2 separate regions of the Triticum aestivum genome follow, and region 2 is linked to region 1. A link is a contact called in public Hi-C data. All regions are on one chromosome and are shown on one strand. Each heading gives the region's core, a stretch centred on a gene start, on an enhancer-like site or on the middle of the called end of the contact. The rest is flanking DNA. Distances are from core to core; before and after follow the strand shown.

The links. A called contact is a pair of places that touch in the nucleus more often than the background predicts.
Region 2: a contact with region 1 is called in a Hi-C map of leaf, with 6 times the contacts expected there. The contact joins the promoter of LOC123103698 here to the promoter of LOC123103696 in region 1. A contact is called at or near these places in 3 of 5 Hi-C or Micro-C datasets (all in leaf) and 1 of 1 datasets of contacts at active chromatin or transcription factors (leaf).

The regions. Positions count from the first base shown.
Region 1 is chr5A:414,554,636-414,557,857 of IWGSC CS RefSeq v2.1, reverse strand. LOC123103696 (plant UBX domain-containing protein 2) reads right to left here and starts at 1,640. Exons shown (of 3, transcript XM_044525362.1): 1 at 671-1,640. The coding sequence starts at 1,612.
Region 2 is chr5A:414,916,202-414,919,423 of IWGSC CS RefSeq v2.1, reverse strand. It overlaps LOC123103698 (TPR repeat-containing thioredoxin TDX), which reads right to left and starts at 1,710. Exons shown (of 9, transcript XM_044525364.1): 1 at 1,488-1,710.

The sequences.
Region 1 (3,222 bases), core at 391-2,890:
ATGTTCAGAACATAGAAATAACTTAATTTATGTATGAACTAAATATCATAGGGTAAAGTGTACTGTGTACAACAATTCAAAAGACAGGCCAAAACTCAAAACATGAATGCAGAAGTGTACGACAATATAAAAGACAGGCTAAAGCTCAAACATGAATGTAGAAGTGCACGACAATATAAAAGACAGGCCAAAACTCAAACATGAATATAGAAGTGTTCAGCAAAAGGAAGTATCACATTTTACAAACTACTTAGTTTCCTGCATTCTGACCTCCAACTTGTCTAGGGCACGTCTAAATGTGCTTTATCAAAACTGTGGAGTAATATAGACTGCAAGTTTTCTGGGATTCCACAATATCTCATGGAAATGGCACCACATTGTTAAGACATACCTATATATGAACATGACCGCAGAATTTATGCACTGACCTCACAGAAATGGCACCACATTTTTATGATCTATTGGTGTAAGAACATCAATATTCAGTCATTTTTACTCATCACCAAGTTCAAACAAAATCTATTTCTCACGAGTAAAGATGTTGCATGAGCATACCCAGAATATCAGAGTGTGGACAAACCAAACTATCCATGCAGTTCAATTCATTGACCAAAATATGATCATTCACATAACCAATTGATGGAGTACATTGAATTAGACGCCTGCTCACCTGACGATCAACAATCTTGTTAACCTCCTTTTGCTCATCGACTCCGCTGCGGCAGCTCTCTTTGGACTCAGACCCGGACAGCGTCGGTAGCGGTGCCGAAGGATGGGACCTCTCAAGTAGGAGCACAGCCTGCCTGATCCCGCTAAGCCTCGCTTCCGCAGGAGTCTCGTCCATCACGGCAAAGAGCTCCCCGCTCTCATCCCCGATCGTGAACCCGACCGCCTCGAGGAGCTCAAGCCCGCCCTCCCTGTCCGCCACGGCCTCCTTGATCCTAGGGTTACCGAGCCTGACCCTCCTGTACTTGTCGTTGCCGGGCTCCTTGAGCAGGTTGCCGAGAAGCTTCTTCACGACCTCGACGGCCGCAGCGGGCGGGTTGCCGGAGAGGTACGTGGCCGCGCGGGCGCGGGCGCCGCCGGCCGACGCGAGGCAGCCGTCGAGGTGCTCCGAGACGGCGTGCTCGGAGGAGAAGGCGTCGCCGCAGCTGGGGCACGCGACGGTGTCGCCGCCGTTGGCATCTAGGCGGCGGGAGGAGGAGGAGGAGATGACGGCGGTGAAGGGGGTGAATTCGGAGGGGGCGGATGGGCGCGGGGGCTGCTGCTTGGGGGCGGGCCTGGGGTTAGGGTTAGGGTTTGAGGGGCGGGAGGAGGAGGCGGAGGCGGAGGGGGGAGGGCCGGAGCCGAGGACGTGGGAGGGGCCCTTGAAGGACGGGGCGGAGGAGGAGGTGACCTTCTTCATGAGATCCTTCATCTTGTCCTTCATCATGGAGGCCGGCGGCGACGAGGTGCAGGCGGCGGAGGAGGTGGAGGATTGGCGTGGACGGGGAGTAGACTTGGTTGCCTCCGCGGGGTTCGTTCGAGGGGAAGAAGCAACGCGACGGGCGCAAATTGATAAAGAAGGAAGAACTACGGAGGTGGAGATCCAGCTGGGAAATGAAGCCGGCATCCGGGAATGGTATGGTACTTCGCTGCCAAGGCATCTTCGCCGAGTGGGCCGGGCCGCAAAGGCAAGCAAGTAACGATCACTTCGTGCAGAGGGCCAGCCACCATGGCCCATCGGGGCGGCTATACTGTGTGGCCACCCATGCAGCCTGAGTTATGAAATGGCAGCCGATCAAGCAAGGGTGCTCCTACGCAGGAGAGCAACTAGTTGGCGAGCGCTTCTTCGAGAGTCTTCCAATGATTATTTGGGTGAGTTAAGAACGCGTCAGGCACGGTCTCAACCGCCGCCACGCGTCGTGCTATGGGCCCTCCTTTAGGATTTTTTAAAAAAAAATCACGCGTTTTTGGCTTTTTAAATGGTATTTTTAGATTTTTTTTGTTTATCACCGGTCTTTCTTAGCATTTGGACCAAAAAGTTGTGTGAAATAACACGTCTTTTTGCCTCTGCGAAAGGCACGATTTTGCTTTCACGAGAGGCACGGCTATGCCTCTCGGAAACGAAAAAACGCGTTATCTATTTTTTCCTTTCGCTAGAGGCACGCTTTTGCTTCTGCGAGATGCACGGCACGGTTATGCCTCTCGGAAACGAAAAAAAACATGTTTTCTGTTTTTTTCCTTTCGCGAGAAGCACTATTTTGCTTTCACGAGAGGCACAGTTGTACTTTCGCGAGAGAAATGGCCGTGCCTCTCGAAAACGGGAAAAAACGGGTTTTTTATTTTTTCCTTCCGCGAGAGACACGGTTATGCTTGCATGAGAGGCATGGTCGTGCCTCTCGAAAACGAAAAAAAATGTGTTTTGTGTGTTTTTTTCCTTCCGTGAGAGGCATGGTTTTGCTTACGCGAAAGGTACAGTTGTGCTTACGTGAGAGGCACGACCGTGCCTCTTTCAGAAAGAGAAAAAACATGCTCTCAATTCGGTTTTTCCGTTCAAAAAATTTTATCTGGTTTTTTCATGAAAAAAATGGTCAAAATCTATCAACATAAGATCTTGTTTTGAAGATGTCGACGCGAGGAATCCAATGGTGGTTCGACATTTGGACGCATGATTTAAAAGATAAAATATTTTGAATAAACAGATAAAAAAAGGGAAAACAGATGTCGCAATCAGAGGAGATGGGACTAATTTTTGAAAAAAGTACTTCTTAGTTAGTGATTTCGCATACGCAGCACCTTCAGCGCCGCAAATGGAATATTCCCTCATGGGCCGGCCCACGAATGAGATGCAGAAAAGTAGGCCTCTTTCAGGAATCGAACACGCACGTTACACTAGTGTATGTGTTAGCCTAACCACCGGGGTGAGTGGCTACTATGGGAGCCGGAGGTGCCAGTAGTCTAGGGCGGAGGGGGACGGGGTAGAGGAGAGGGTGGTGGTAGAGGGAGAGGAAGGGATGCAGGAAGAGGAGAGAGAGGAGGCAGGGGTGGAAGAGGCTTGATGGGTGGTAGGGGGAGAGCTGATCCCGGAGCAGGGGTGCCGTCCTTTGGATCGCAGCAGATGGAAGTGGAGGACCAGGGAGATGGCACAGGAGAGAGAGTGGACAGGGGGGCAAGGAAGAGGCTGGTCGAGGCGGACGGCACACTGAATGTTCGTGGGCAACAGCTCAACCATTTGGCTGG
Region 2 (3,222 bases), core at 461-2,960, 360 kb before region 1:
TCCAACATAAAGAACCAATAAAGATAATCTTGCACATCAATGACGCCCAAATCATCAACAATATGGTGTCAGCGGTACACAATGAAGATACCAAGAAAGATTACCGGAAACCTAGCTCCAAGGCTGAGAACAGGACCAAGAAGCATGTCAAGCACAACAGAACCAATAAACTTCATCGGAAAAAAAAGGGAGAGGGGGACCGGGGGTACTAAAGGCTTTGTCGAAGTCCATAACAAAATGGTTTCTTCGATACTTCCTCTCACTTTGGTGGCAACGGGATAAGCAAAGAATCCGAGCGAGCGAGATCACTTGATGAGGTTTCCACAAAGAAGAAGAGGGAGGGATGGTGGAGGAGACTAGGTTTGGAGAGGCAACGAGCGATGAGAAACTGCAGCTGGGCCACCACCGCATCGTCCAGACCATCGTCCCATGGAGATGTAGATTAGATGTATCTTTTGTGCTCATTATTTTTATCTGCCAGATCGGCCATGGGTATTTATGTAGGGATTGTCTTGTGCATAAGTCTTATTCAGAGAAACTGTATACTTCCATATACTCCCTCCGTTCCTAAATATAAGTCTGTTTAGAGATTCCACTAAAAACTACATACGGATGTATATGGACATATTTTAGAGTGTAGATTCACTCATTTTGCTCCGCATGTAGTACATAGTGGAATCTCTAAAAAGACTAATATTTAGAAACGGAGGGAGTAATATTTTGTGAAATACTTCCATCATAAAACCATGTCGAAATCGATTCTCGCAATACATGTGTAGATGATGTGCAAAATTTGCATGATCGCCCAAATACCATAGGCTGCGATATTTTCCACGCATAAGAGGGGTGACGTTGACAACGTGGGAGATTGTTACAATTCAATTTGAGCTGAGAGGATTTCCGCGTATAATTAGGTTTGCATATTTGTACATGATTATGCTTTTAACATCGATGACAGAATTACCAACCACGGAGTTTGTAGCTTTGGTGCAAGTGATAGTTTATAGTTGCGTTTATATGAACAGTGGTTGCTTCTCATGCAAGAGGAGCTTGGAACTGAATTGGGCAACAGAACCATGACAGAATTTCAGGAAGGGCAGCGCGCAACTCACTCAACCATGGGAGAATCAATACTCTATAAACTAAAATCGCCGCACCGAATCCACAACCAGGAGAACCTAGTACCCAGATTTTTGCAATCTACCAGATGCTACAGCCACAGGCAGAATGAACTACTTCATCGGCCCGCAATAAACGCTAGAGAATTTTACCAGCGCACGTTCGCAACGAAATTCAGATACGACGCACATGTTATGAAGCTGAATCAGCAACGGGGGTACCCAAATCTGAGCACGGCCAAATCAAACATCACGAAGGCTCGCAACTAGGTCGGAGCACATGTATATACTGCTCAAAATTGCACACCGTGGACGGGGAAATTCTAGGGTAAGTACCAGCGCAGATCGAGGAGGAGGCAAGGCGCTGACCTTGTCTTGACGAGGAGCCGATGCCGCCGCACGGAGCAGGTCCTCGCGGTCGAGAGGGCCGGTGTTCCTCGTTGGAGCCCTGACGGCCGCCGTGTCCTAGCTTGGACTTGGTAGAACGACCGAGGTAGACTCGCCCTAGCCGCCGGCCGTTCTTAGTCGGAGCTGTCGGGTCTGTCTCGCGGTCACGGCCGTTCGGTGCAACAACCGTGCAAGTTCTTTACTCGCCAACACTAGTTGTGGGCCTTTCCTTTTTTTTAGGTTAATTTGTGGGCCCTTTAGTAGCAAGTGCTAGTTGTGGCCCGTTTAGACAGAACCCATGCATCCACGGTTGGCCCGAAGCCCGTGCCTGAAAAGTTAAATAAGAAGGGTGAGTTTTTCTCAAAAAAGAAGGGTGAGTTTTTCTCAAAAGAAAAAATAAGGGTGAGTAAAAATTGTACGCCCTCCGTTCCTATATATTTGTCTTTCTAAAGATTTCAACAAGTGACTACATATGAAGAAAAATGAGTGAATCTACACTCTAAAATAAGTCTATATACATCCGTATGTGATAGTCCAAATATCTAGGAACAAAGGGAGTATTTATCTTTTTAGAGATTTTAACAAATGAATACATACAGAGCAAAATGAGTAAATCTAAACTCTAAAATATGTCTATATACATCTGTATGTATTAGTCCATTTGAAATCTCTAAAAAGACAAATATTTAGGAACGGAGAGAGTACATTGCAACATGAAAACATTGACAATGTGCAGAGGAATTTGCCGAGATTTGTCTGAAAAGGCTCCAAACATGAAATTCAACATATACAATCAACGGAACTACAAACCAATCACTCGAATGAAATCAGATTGTCGACCTGCATCTTTTTCATGTACAGCTTATCTCGAATCGAAGCACCGCTTTGTAGATTAAAAGGGACTAAGCGAAAAAGTAAGAGGTTGATGAGAACATAACCAAGTACAACCAGCTACACCCATGGACCATGTGTCATCTAGTTTGCATGGCAAAAGCCATCCACGTGCGCTTCATTGCATCGCTCGGGCCTGACTCATTGAAAATGCTCGATTCGAGCATTTCTCCTCAATTAGGCCCGGAGATGCTTTAAACATCACAGGAGGCGAGATTTTGATGCAAAGCATACAAGCAAATAAACTAAAACTACATTTCATGGGTCTAATTGAACCTCATGCGGGCTACCAAATGCGTCAATGGCGTCCAGAAAAGACTGAAGTCATGGAGCGCTGAGATTCACAAAATCATCACCGATGCCTAACTACCAAGGTGTGACGCCCGGGTAATTAAGCTACGATAATCCCCGCTAATGATGCCATGTCACCTCGGTTACTGTGGATAAACTCGCATTAGTTCGGAACCTAGTTCGAATTTCAAATTCAAAATCGAGCAAACAATAAAAGTTTTCAAATATTAAAATTTAAATGTTCGGAGTGAACCAAATAATACATAGGTAATTATGGTGATGAAACCATATTTTTATAAAGTGTTTAAATGCTCAAAGGAAAATAAAACAACAGCAAAAGAAAGTAATTAAATGCCTTTTGTATTTTGTAAAATATTAAACTATTTTATTTAGCTGTCCAAATTAATGTGGCAGTGATATCTTTAACATACCATATTTAGGTGTTGTTCTCACATTCTTCAAAATTGAAGTTAATTAATAATTTAATAAAACCGAAAGGAATAAATAAAAGAAAAGGAAAAGAGAAAACAAGAAA